Regions from separate parts of the Mus musculus genome. Here region 1 is linked to region 2. Evidence: chromatin contacts called from public HiChIP or PLAC-seq data. All regions are on one chromosome and are shown on one strand. The core of a region is the stretch at or near the end of the contact, and the rest is flanking DNA. Distances in the headings are between cores, read along the strand shown. Region 1 has its middle 10 kb from the start of Gm33224. Region 2 holds the start of Gm32999 (a long non-coding RNA gene).

What was found. HiChIP or PLAC-seq counts read pairs in DNA pulled down with a chosen protein or histone mark.
Region 1: a contact with region 2 is called in an HNF4G HiChIP or PLAC-seq map of pancreatic cancer cells. The contact joins two enhancer-like sites. A contact is called at or near these places in 6 of 484 Hi-C or Micro-C datasets (CD8 T cells, bone marrow-derived macrophages, embryonic fibroblasts and 2 more), 4 of 115 datasets of contacts at active chromatin or transcription factors (the SCID.adh cell line, effector CD8 T cells, embryonic stem cells and 1 more) and 2 of 9 other capture datasets (adipose tissue and embryonic stem cells).

What each region holds. Positions count from the first base shown.
Region 1 is chr1:166,035,917-166,042,250 of GRCm38.p6, forward strand. No RefSeq gene overlaps it. Among named protein-coding and RNA genes, the nearest start is that of Gm33224, 10 kb to the right of the region's middle. Within about 2 kb of position 5,070, at least 4 of the 459 cell types and tissues checked have an H3K27ac peak or open chromatin away from gene starts, as enhancers often do. A contact at or near this core is called in pancreatic cancer cells, where this site is marked.
Region 2 is chr1:165,843,925-165,850,635 of GRCm38.p6, forward strand. The region is part of intron 1 of Cd247 (CD247 antigen); the gene reads left to right. It overlaps Gm32999 (a long non-coding RNA gene), which reads right to left and starts at 5,202. Exons shown (of 3, transcript XR_003948767.1): 1 at 4,967-5,202; 2 at 2,175-2,317. Within about 2 kb of position 1,632, at least 160 of the 459 cell types and tissues checked have an H3K27ac peak or open chromatin away from gene starts, as enhancers often do. A contact at or near this core is called in pancreatic cancer cells, where this site is marked.

The DNA.
Region 1 (6,334 bases), core at 3,820-6,319, 200 kb after region 2:
CAGGAGCGGAGGGAGAGGGATTAGCGAATGACTGTTAGATGTGTATGGTGCTTCCTTTGGGGCTAATTTTTTTTTTAAGTTTGAAAATTAGAATCGGTGATCATGCAAAGTTTACAAAGTGCTAAATGCCAGCGAATTGCGTGCCTTAAAGCCAGCACATTTACACTAGATGAAGTTACCCCTCTCTCCTATTTTTTTTTAAAGTAAGAGTTTTCTTTCACCTTTACTTTCTGCAGGCCAGGGCTTCTGAGACTCCTCCCTAGGTTTATGCTACACTGAGGAAGGTCACTAGTAGAATCCAGATGCTCACTGGACTGCTGGGAGAATCCAAAGTAGCTTTGTCACTATCCTGGCGGCTTAGGGGTGATGATGGGGAAGTGGGTTAAAGGTGAGCTCTCTCTCTCTCTTCTCCCCTCCCCTCAGAGGCTCTCCATGTGGTCCCCCCAGCAGGGTAATCAGCCTTCGCTTGTGACAGCTTAGGGATTCAAAAGACCAAAGCAGAGACTGTCAGTCCCCCTAAAGGCCAGCTCTGAACCATTATGACATCTGTTGATTAAAGAAAATAAGCTTTTCCTGAATCAAGAGGAGGGGCAACCAACCCCTTCTCTCAATAGGAGTGTCAAAAGGGAAAAAAAAGGTTAAGCCTTCTTTTCCTTTGCTTGGATTCCTTTCACTGGTGAAGTTACCTGTTTCGGTTGTTAATGTACCATCAGACTCATGTCCTGAATTCAGATCAGTGTTGAGCAACTGCATATTAAAGTTAATGGCACTAGGTTGCAATTAATTAGCATTTGCTGAGCTACTCAGAGCAGATGAGACTTGGATTTACAGCAGAGATAGCGACCACAATCCTAGTTTCATTCAATATGTTTGGGCTGTACTGGATGTGAATCAGAGAGATCTAGCAGATGAAATCAAAGAAAATATAGTTCAGAGACAGGAACCCATTCTCAGAACTGAGGTCCCCTGATGGGTGCTCCTTGGCCATCTTGACTGCAGTGACAGGATCTTAGCATGGCGTGTGAGCATTGGACTTGCCTGTGGCTTTCAAATCTTACACCTTTCTGGGTCCACCTTTGGTTTTCTTCCCTGACTTTTCCTGTCCTGGACCCTAGGATCCTGACCAGTTCCTGACCAAGGGTGGTAAAAGCCTGACTTGGGTCTGTTTCTAGCTTCTTAGACCCCAGCTCGAGGTTCTGCCATCTGTGTCCTACACAGATATTGTCAGCTTTAGCAATCTTCCTCAAAGGCGTGGTTCACCAGAGCAGACCGAAGGGTTTCCACAACAGTGGCTTCTAGCCTTCCTCATTCTATCGAGGACTCAGGTTTCTCATATCTATGGCAGTCTTGGCAGTGGTCTCTAATCCCACTTGGGTAAATTGATCAAGATTAGGCTATGCTATGGGCAGAGACCAGAGAAGTAAAAGAAACAAGATGGCTCCCTTAGTTAGGTGCGTGTTAAAGTTAGGAAGACTTAGTATATAAGCCACTCATGGGCTAATTATTTCATTTTCTTTCCCACAGAAGGACAATACATTGCCAACCCACTGGGTCTAACCACAAGGCTTCCTTTGGCTGAGAAGTATGAATGAAGCAATCAAATAACCCCTGTAGACCCTCAGTTTCTGGGGGTTATGCTGTTAGGCAGTCCCCAAGTTGGGATTAGCCAGCATGACCAATAGGATATAGCTTAAGTGATACTGTATGATTTCAGACAATATAATAAAGACCTTCTAGTTCCTCTTTAGGTTCTAAGAATCTTGGAGAGCCATCTACTCGAGTACAGGGAGGACGTTAAAGCAACCGTACACAGATACATACATGGAGAGCAGCTAGTGGCCTGGACAGTGGCTGATGCCAACAGAAGTCATATGGCTGAGCCATCTTGGAAGGTGATCCTCCAGCTATAGGGAGGCTTTGGATGATGCAGCATCAACTCAGTCTCATGAGAGGACCTTGAACCAGAGCAGTACAGTCTGAATTCACAACCTGCAGGAACTGGGGGATAATACGGGAATGATCTGTCATATGGTAATGGGTAGCTAACACAGTCATAGACTATATGGGGACATTATGAGCATGTGGGAAGCTAAGGACGCCTTAAGAGAGTGTATGAAGCCCTGCACAGCCATGTCAAGGACCCATTGCTTCAGATATGTGAAAATGGCAAAGCCTTCTTCTGGTCTGAATGGGAGTATTGGCAGTGTGTGCAAAAAGTAGCAAACAGCTTCTTTCACCCGGATGACTACATTCTGAGACTTCTCACTTACAGAGACTCTTTCAGATATTGTAAGACCCCCCCCCCCGTGCTGTAGATAATAAAATTGCTGAAGTTTCCAGTTTGTGGGTTGTTATTGCATAATTGATGTTGTTCCATCAGAGTGAGCACAGTCCACTTAATCCCAGCTTTCTCTCTCTCTCTCTCTCTCTCTCTCTCCCTCTCTCTCTCTCTCTCTCTCTCTCTCTCTCTCTCTCTCTCTCTCTGTGTGTGTGTGTGTGTGTGTGTGTGTGTGTGTGTGTGTGTCCTTTTCTCATTCTCTATCCACAGGTTTCTAGGACCAAGCCACACAGGATATAGCAAGAGCCAGCTTGTGTTCAGCTGATATCATTACAGAGTGCCCGTATTCAAAGTAAAATTCAGACTGGCTTTATGGTTTTTTTTTTCTGAAAGACACATTGATAGGGGATTGCTAGAGGTAGCAGAGAGATCTGATGTAAGTGAAGACTCTAGGCACAGGGGGAAAAAGCTAGAGACTGTGCAGTTCTGTGGTGAGCAACCAGTCCTGTCCCCTGTTGCTGTGATGAAACACCATGACTAAAGCAAGTTGGGGAGAAAAGGGTATATTTGGATTACATTTCCATATCCTAGTGCATCACTGAAGGAAGTTAGGATAGGAACTCAAACAGGGCCAGAACCTGGAGGCAGGAGATGATGCAGAGGCCACAAAAGGATGCTGCTTACTCATCGTGGCTTGCCCACCTTACTTTTTTATAGAACCTGGGACCACCAGCCCAGAAGTTGCACCACCCACAATGGACTGTGTCCTCCCCCATCAAACACTAATTAAGAAAATGCCTTACAGCTGAATCTGATGGAGGTGTGTTCTCAGTTGAGGTTCCCTCCTTTCAGATGACTCTCTCTTGTGTCAAGTTGACATAAAACCAGCCAGCATAGCCCCCACTTCAGCAGGCTCTGAGAATGGACTCTTAGGTTATGTAATGAGGATGGATGGTTTGTACTGATTGGGTCTGCTCTTAAAACAGAGAGACATACTTAGCTACCAACAGTCATTATTCCTGGACTGGTGTGAGGAAATGAAGGTGCCTTCCAAACTGTGAGTGGGCGTTGCTCAAGGACTGCTATCAGGCATACAATATGCTGCCAAACAGCTTATGGATTAGCTGGGGGTGGGGATCGTATTGGCTTTACTGCTAATTATATACTCTTAGGAGAGGGACCAGCTGGAAGAAGGGGAACGAAAAAGAGCCCAAACTCATTTGCAAACGTGTAGTGGTTTGTTTTTTCAGATTGGAATCCATTGCTTACATAATCTCTCAGGACAATACCCTAGAATACTACCTGTGTTGTCAGTTTGTCATTGAGGGATCAACAGGGAGTTGTGTCTATGAGCATCACACCGTATTTGTCTCAGGTCAATCAGTGGACACTACCAGACAGAGTCCTGTGCCTTAGAAAGAACAGGGAGTATTGCTGTAATAGTATATATAGAGAAATGTGAGCCATTACCTGCTAATATGATGAATCCTTGGCCAATTTGGGGAAGAAATCTCTGTCCCTCTGTGGAAAAGGACAAGGAATCAGAGCAATTTCATCTCAGCCTTCTCATCTTCAGAGGTACCATGGCCATTCTGATGCTTTTCTGTGCATTCTCCCACCCACAGCTGACACCTCTTGAATGCCAGACATGAACTCCAGTTTCCTCTGAGTTGGTCTTCCTATTACATCCACTTCCATGGGCCTAAAATGCCTCCATTTAGCTTCTTATCCTCTGCCAGTCATTTCCTTTTGCTGACACCTCTCTCAGAATCGCCCAGGTTAGAAAGGGTTTATCTTATGTACATGTGACTTTGCCTCTGAAGTGACTCGAGCCAGCCCTAACTTGGCAAGCATGGCTCTGGCAGGCCTTGCCCTTCTCCCCATTCTCTCTGCCTTCCTAAAAACCATTAGATGATATGCCTAAAGCTAGGCACTGAAATCTATTCCCTTATTTGGCCACTTCCTCCTCCTGAGGTTGACTACGGAGGTCCAGCTATCAAAGTACTGAAGTCCAGCAATCACAATCCCTTTTAGCTTACCTAATTAACATGGCCAGTTAAAATTAAACACCTCGTCATAACACAGGGTTTCCCCTGTGCCATTATAGACTACCATTTTCCTATGGGTCACATCTGTCTCCTCTCTATCCAGAGGCAGTCCTTTGTCCCCCTCCAGGACAAGTAACCCTATCCCTTGTTCCCTTTCTCCATCTCCTTCTATATCCCATCTTTGTTTTTTTATTCTCTGACCTCTGTCCCTCGGGGGCAAATAAATCTCTTTGGTGTTAAAAACTTGGGTCTCGGGGTCCTGAACAGATACCTGTCCCCTTAGCATCCTTGACTATAACTGAACCAGACAATCTGCAATGGATCCACTGAGAATGTTGCCTCACAGGAACAATGGACAACATGTTAACTGGTTGAGACTCCCCTTTCAAAAGCCAAAATATTGATTCAGAAAGACTTACTTAGTAGTCTTACTTCCTTACTTAGTAGTAAGGAAGAAGTGGAAGTTAAGGTGCACACAGGAATAATGGCATAGAGATGGAAAGTCACATATGTCATAAGATCACAAAATCTAAGGGGGAACAACTGTGAGAAGAGACGTTCTAAGTAGCCAGCTATACAGAGCCATGGAAGACAAGACTGATGACCAACTGCTGCACCTTCTCCATAGAATGGATTTCATTCCCAAACAACTTTTATGGAATGCCTGTTTTATGGCTGCACCTCTGTCCTTGTTTTTCCAGCTAGAGTAATTATGAATCACTCTTGCTTAGTGTATTTGGATGACGATCCTTTTTACCCACAAAGCTCTAATAATCACCTAGACCCCCTGGCCCTATCAGTAACCAGGCCTCAGGAACTCCCCAGGGTATCTCTGATCTGCCCTTCTCTCCCCTTTGCCGCTGGGAGGTTTAGGTTCTTGTTCCTTCTCATTCAGACTGTTCTATGACTATATCCCGGTTTGTCTCAGGTTTGCTATGGTTTCTATATAAAGAGTAGCCTCCAAAAGCACATGTGGTGGAGCCTTGTCCCCATTCAGATGTCTCCAAGGAACGATGCCTGCTGTTGGGACAGTGGAAGAAAGAACATCCCGGGCACAAGGTGGCAAAGAACTTGGCTGAATTTTGTTCACATTCTGGTGTTTAGTGGAAGGTAGAGATTGCAAAGGAAGCAGCTGGGCGTTTAGCTGAGTAGACAGCTAAGTGTAGGGCTGGAGTGGTGCTTAGCTCCTTCTCAGTGCCTATGGTAAAATGCAGGGGCAAGCAAGTGACCCGAGCACAGAATTGTTAAGCAAAAGGAATTAAGAGATCAGATGTGAAATAATTCTCAGCCTGTCCGGAGCACACACACAAATGGGAAAGTACTGGGAAGAGAACAGAAGAATAGTCAGGCTAGCCATTTCCTGGAAAGACTGGCATAAATGTGAAACATTTGCACCTCATCAGAAGTCAGAGAGAGAGGTGGGGTTACAGCAAAGGAACTGCCTGCAGGCACCAAAAGAAACAGCCAAAGTGGATGGAACAAAGGAAGGCTGTAAGTGTCTTGTTCTTAAAGGCAAGGGAAGGAAGCCTATCCCCACACTCTAGACTCTACAGAGCAGGAACCTGCAACAGCATCATGGGACAGCTCAGTCCTGAGAGCCAGGAGCTACTCCTGGGCTGGGGGAGCTGATCACCCAGCAGAAGAGGATGTTTCCAGAGCCTTAACTTTTCATAGGATTTGCATTTCACAGGATCTGTTGGGCTTTGGTGGCACACACCTTTTAATTCCAGTGCTCAGCACTCAAGAGGCCAAGGCAGGTGGATGGATCTCTGAGTTCAAGGCCAGCCTGGTCTACAGAGTGAGTTCCAGGACAGCCAAGGCTGCATAGAGAAACCATGTCTTGAAAACCAAACCAAAACCAAAATTTCATAGGATTTGCCTGGCATGTCTGAATTTCTTAGGACTAATCAGCTTTTTTTTTTTTTTTTTTTTTTTTTTTAATATTTAGGGTTGACCCCTTCAGAGTGATAAAGTCTTGCCAACCCATTCAACCACTGGTGTTTGAGAA
Region 2 (6,711 bases), core at 382-2,881:
ACGCACTACAGTGTCCACACTGACAAGACAGAATGTGACACCCTTACAATGCCAAAGCCATGGTTCTCTTGAGTTTATCCAACAAAGGGCGAGAGTGTGGCTCTAATTCCGGTTGAGGCTGCCGTCCCTGGGAAAGTTGTATGTCGGCAAACGCTGGGGTTGTGTGGATATATTTATATTTATAGACATTTCCAGATAGTCCACCTCAGAAGGCTGTGCTTCCCAAAGAATATTAGCCATGACAACACGAGGAACCAGTTTTGAATACTCCACCTTTGGAGGCACAAATGGTTCCAATGCAAGACCCAAACCAAGACTTTACAACCCTTTAGCTGACTTGGTGGGCTCTGCTCAAAGGCAAACAGAGTACCTCCATACCCCTGGAGCTAGCTCATCCACTCTATTGTTTTTGTTGTTGTTAATTATGTATATCTGTAGTTTTTCTTGAGCACATTCTCACGAGAGCTGATGAGCTCAGCTCACTAATTCCAGCCTAGGCCAATAACGGGATAACCACTGACTCTTCAGCAGCGCCTACCTCCTCATTCCTGCCGCGAATGGGAGGCCACACAACCCTGGGCATATCACATTCCAGTTTATTCTCCCAATAAGCCACACCGGAATGTCCCACGTAATAAAATCGGTGACTCTCCACCTGCTGGATATGTGAGCCAGGAAAGCCCCAGAGCTCAGAGCTGACGGGGCTTCGCGAAACGAAAGCCCTTCATTCTGAGAGTGTTAGTTTTGACGACATTTGGAGTCCCCCTGTGCGAGAATAGAGAGCCTTTCTCCCCCCCCCCATCCCCCGCTCCGCCCCCTCCCGCTCTCTCAGGGAGGGAAGTGGAGGGTGCTTTGGGGCGGGGACCAGCCCTCCACCTACCAGTTTCAGCCCACACAGCCTTGAGCTTAGAAACCGGCCCCTGGTCCCCGCCCGTGCCACCATGGACAGGCGTGCGTGTGGCCACAGTCCCCAACCCAGACAGGGGACTAGCCCTTTCCTTGACTTTCAGAGGGGAGACACCTGGACAGCCGCTCCCCGATGTCAGAAAGCAGCCCCTCCCCAGCTGCCCCCCCCCCCCCCAGTGCTCCCGGGCTGGAGGCTCTGCGAAAGGTCCGGGGGCGGTGCGGTTCCGGGGAAAGGGACCACAAGTGGGGGCGGCCGCGGCTGAGTGTGAGCGGTTCAGATGGGAGATCACTGGCGATAACCCGGCCCGGGATGGCGACGCTCGACAGGAAACCTCGAGCAAGCAGGGAGCCAGCTGCGGGCCAAGGAGGAGGGGTGACTTTCGGTAACCGCACAGCAGCCGGCGGGACAGCAGCGGAGTGTAGGGCAGCGCCCCCCCCCCCCATGTCCCTGCTCACTGATCTTCACTTTTGACTATGCACTCCTGCACGATAGGGCTCTAAGAGGTGTTGGGGAAAAAAAAGCCCAGCAGCAACTAGTTTCAAATGTGTCCGCTGGGCGCACCCAGGTTTCACCGCAGGAGGTTCCGGGGTAGTTGGTGAATGGACCCCTCTTTACAGCCTAAAATCGCTCTAAAATCAGAATGGCAGGCTATCTCCCAGCCTCCAGTCTGGGCAAGGCAGGGTGACACAACCACAGCGTGATTCATCAGTACTTTGCGCTGCCAACGAAGGAAAAGAGCCTGCAGTGTGAGGGGGTCCCCGCGTGACAGCCTCTGTCCCCCACTGACAGCCCCGCCCCTGGGAGCTGCCAGAGGCAGGAAGGCAAGCTAAGGCATAGAAACCTGGTTTTAGCTCCGGCTCTGGGTGCTGTAAAACCTCTCCGCATCCAGTGTCCTGAACAACCGGGCCACCAAGATCAGCTCCAGGAAGAGGTTGACCAGACGAAGCCTTCCTGGTTCCCTTGGCTCCATTGGACTTCTTTGGGTAACCTAAGCAGTCTGTGGCCCAGAAACCCGGGAAGAACCCAGGAAACACCCCATTCCGGCTAAGGGTGGGACCCGCTGAAGGGACTCTTGGATTTGAAGGACTGCTTCACATCTCACCTGCCTGGCCCTGCTGTTGCTTTAAGTGTGTATTGGGGGCTTGTACAGTGAACACGGCTCATGTCTACAGCATTGGATCACAGAAACAGTGGCCGGCAATCATCGTTTCTATGTGCACTAGAAATGTACATAGTAAAAATCTGTGTGTGAAATATGCATGCGTACCTGGTCTTGTGTGTGCCGTGCCAGAGGTCAGAGGTCCATGTCTGCAACGCTTCACCGTTTTAAGGCATCCATCTTCACGTAGCCTAGAGTCACTGATGTGGCTCCGGAGCTCCTGGGGTCCTTCTGCTTCCTGCTTCTCCACCCTACCACCAGGATTACAAATGCAGGCTACTGACAGGGCGTTTATGGCAAGGCTGGGGAATCTGACCTCAAGTCCGCAGGCTTGAACAGTAAATCCTTTCCCTGCTGAGCCATCTCCCCAATGAACCCTGGTGTCCTAGTGTTCTATTTTATTTATTTATTTTTTGAGTCTCAGGATATATGTATTTTAACTTCATTCTTCTATATTTGGGGGGTAGAGGCAGTGCTGGTGGCTAAACACAGGGCCCTGACCACACTAGGAAAGCACTCTCTACTATGTCCCAGCTCCATCTTTAGTGTGTCAGAGTGTCAAGAATACCCACAATGCCACACAACCATTGCTACTATTTATTTCCACCATTTTCGTCATCCCGAGCAAAGCTGCATCTAGATACACTTTAATGCACACATATACCTATGTAGCCTATATGTTTCTAATTTTTATATAAATTAGTTTGTATAGTAACTCTAGAGTGTACAGGGCTGCTCTTTTTAACCAAATTTTCTCAGAGATCTTTCTAGCACAGTCAGAGGGAGTTCTCTATTGTCAGTGAGAGGTGGGTTTTTTCCCTCTCCTCAGACAGGGTTTCTTGTAGCCCAGGCTGGCCTGGAATTTCACATCCTTTGGTCCCTAGCTTCTCAGTGAGGGGATTACATGTACTGTATATTGAACTCAGGGTTCTGTGAATGCCTGGCAATCAGTCTGCCCCCTGAGCTACACCCCAGGCTCTTGTAGGCATATACAACTACTATAGAAAGACATTGTAATTTTTCACTCCTGGTAAGTAGACATTTCTGTTATCTTCATGTTTTTTTTCCTTCTTCTGAGGGTAATGATGCAACGGTCATTTCTGTGTACACATCTCTGCACACCAAGGTTTTCTATGAAACAAGAGCTCAGAGAAATGGCAAATCCTGTTTAGCATTTTGACGGGGGCCATGATTTGAGAGGATTTCTTTTAAGTTGAGCTAATGTGCAGTGAGGAAAAGAGCAGAGACCTGAGTAGGCTGGCCTCGCTCTCAGGCTCTGCCTGCCACCCGTGTGCAGTGGGACCCCAGGTCAGTCACTTTACCTCCCAACCCCCAACCTTCCGTCTCTTTATTTGCAAAAGTGGAGCAAATCAGAGCTTCCCAGTTTACCTCAGTCCATTGTTACCACTAAATGAAATACAACTCTAAAAGCATTTCTAGATTCAAAGTGTGGAGGGAGCCAGTGTTTAGCAGGACCATGGCTGTGACAGTCAGCAGCTATATGCCAAAGCTAGCATCAAGAAGAAGGGATGGGTCTCCTCTCCGTACCTGTTGATGTATGCAGATATGTAAATATACACAACACCCTTGTATATTGTCCTTTGTATATGCATTGCTGACTTTTTTTGTATGTTTGTTGACATTGAGTCTTTTTCTATGTAGCCCTGGATAGCCTGAAGCTCCATATGTAGACCAGGCTGGCTTCAAACTCAGAGACCTTTCTGCCCCTGCTTCTACTGTGAGGGATGCCCCACCCAACCCTACAATGCATTGTTTTTTTTACAAGATCTTTATATATTCCACCCGTAGCACAGCGAAGGAGAACAAGGAGACCATTAAAAACAGTATTTAGGGGCTGGCCCAGCCAAGAAAGGCACCGGCTCTCCAACTTGATGACCTGAGTTCAATCCCTCCAACCCACATGGTGGAACTCGAGAACCAACTCAGGCAAGTCGCTGTCTGACCTACGTGTGTGCACTCATACACATATGCACACACACAAACATGCATAAGCAGATGCAAAAATCGTTTAAGAGATGCACTAAAACTATGAAGTAGCCCCAAATATAAAGCATGGTTCCGTAAAACAACATTAACTATTACAACATTTGAGAAGCTATAGCACAGACTGAAGAAAAGCACAGCTTTTGTTTTGTTTTGTTTTGCTTGGTTTTTTTCCCCCCTCAGGAAAAAATGTTTTGATTCAGGGTTATCGTAAGTGATAAATAGCAGACTTGTTGGAAGGCAAGCTGTTATTATACTTCTAAGTGACCGTGTTTCAACATGACATTATGAGAGATTTTGATAGTTTTTCTTACCTTTCTGCACTTTTATAATGAGTTCATTTTACTTGAAAATAGGAAAAAAAACACAATAACAGAAAAATGTAAAAACATTGTGCAAACCACAACTTTAATGGAAATAAACAGAAAGGGAAAAATCGCTGCCCACGATCACTCTAAATCTAAGAAATAAAACAGCCCCTTTCTCTGCTTGGGATCTTTGTTACGGGGATGTGCGGTTTGTAGGTGGCAGTGACCAGGTTGGAAGCATCATAACAGAACAGGAATACGTGCATACAGACGCTGTTGGAGGGTGAGGGGCCTGGGGCAACTTACAGCGGGGAGTGACATGTGGCACTTGTAAATTGTGGAGCGTTGCCTTGAAAGTCAGGGCCATCAGAGTAAATCAAGGAAAAGCTAGGCACTAAGGATGCTGGCCAGTGTATGTCCTGACCTTGCAGTATCTGTGTATCTCCACCTCTCAGCCTCAAACAACTCTCTGAAGACCAGCAAGAAAGACCCCTAAGAGTAGAACTGAGTGGCATTTAAGAGCCTCTCAGAGATTCAGTTTCCCCAGTTGTAGAGTAAGAGTCATGGTGAAGTCTGCATAAAACTCACCTCTGGTTCTAGGCACAGAAGGAACCCCAGCTAGTGGGCTGTCACAGATATGTCATGTGTCTAGCTTGCATCCTTCTTGCTGCAATGAAGGCTAAAGGCAGCAACCCCTGATGGAAAAGCCTGTGTGCCCCCATGCTGTGGTCAGTGGACTGGCACCAGGTCCGGCTCTGCCCTCCACAGTCACCCCCACCGCTGCTGCTGCCACTGCCTTCCTGAGAACACGTGATTTCCTGTTTTCTAAATTCTTAACCTACAATGTCATCTGTCAGTTGAGTCTGAGGTGGGGGTGGGGGGTGGACGTCAGCAAGACCCAGGGTCCCAAGCTGGGGCTCCAAACAGAGGAAGCTAAGGGGCTGAGAAGGTGGCTGCTCCTACCTAGATGAGCCATATGGTCACCACAGATGGCATTGAGTCCTTTGTACTGAGTGTGCATGGGGTCTAAAGGATCATAGAGTGGGGTGAGAGGTAGGGGTATTAGGGGTGGCTAGGTTGGTTTCATGGTCACATGGCCTTGGCCTCAAATTGGCTCCCCTTCAAGCATTTGGCCTATAAACTAGACATTCAAAGACTGAGAAAGAGAGCTCTCCACCAGGGGTTGGGTGGGTGGAGCGCTTCTCACCCCAACAGTATGCAAGCAAAGGCTGGAAGGCTGGTCAGAGAAGTCTTTATGAAGGCCTGGGGCTATTCAGATGAAAGGAGTCCCCTAGGCACTGGGACAAAGTGGAGCAGAAGGAACTTGGCTCCAGGGGCACTCAGGGACTTTCCAGCTCAGTGACCTTTGGGAGCCCTGTTCTTATCTGCGAAAACACAATTATCAACGAACCTGGTGGAATTGTAAACAATTGCACTGAGCGTTAAACCAGACTGTGCAAGGAGAACGAGTTTTCTAAACTGTATGCAGAACAGCACCGATGGGAGTCTTATTGTGGTTTGTGAAGCCAGGAGCCTTCAGAATGCCCGCTGCCCCTCTACGATGAGCGTCTTCTATAGTCAGGCCCTCCGTACCTATTGGTGATCTGACTTCATCTACACAATGCTCTTGAAAGCCAGCTTCCATCATTGTGTGTTGGAGAGTCTGCCCAGCTTCCGTCCCCAAACCTAGCATGAAGGGGAGAGAGTGCCTGTCCTCTACTTTCTGCTGCCTGCACCTACAGAGCCTCTGTGTGACAAGGACACACTGCTGGAGTCCTGCAGGGTTGGCACATGCCACTGTGCAGGGGTCCTCTCATGCACTTTGACCCCATTTGCTCTTCCGGCCCTGTGGTGTCAGTCTCACTAAGTCATTTTGGCAGGCAGAGGACTGAAGGCCAGAGTTAAGAGAGTTCTCAAACACTAAGCCAATGAGAATAGACTCCGACCTTGACTAATGAGCGTCTTCCTGCCTCAGAGGCCTGCGCTCTTCCCTCATGTCTCTTGGCTAGTGGTACACCCCAGTGAGGAAAACCAGAATGAACCAGCTGCTTTCCAGCACCCACTGAAAGGGAATAAACCAAGTGACGTATGTGGTCACACACGACTGAGACCAAGTATCCAAAGTAAGGGCTGTGCATTCATAGGTAGGTGGGTTTTCTGGAGCCTGCACTGAAGGTGAGGAGGTTCCCCAGACTGAGGGATGAGGAAGTGTCCAGAATCAGGCAGACACTCTAGCTTGGCCATTTGTTGGCAAGTGTTCCGGATGAAGTTGCTTCAGTTTATCAAGCTGTGTACTGGGCCCCATCAAAGCTTTCTACCTGCTTTCTGGACTC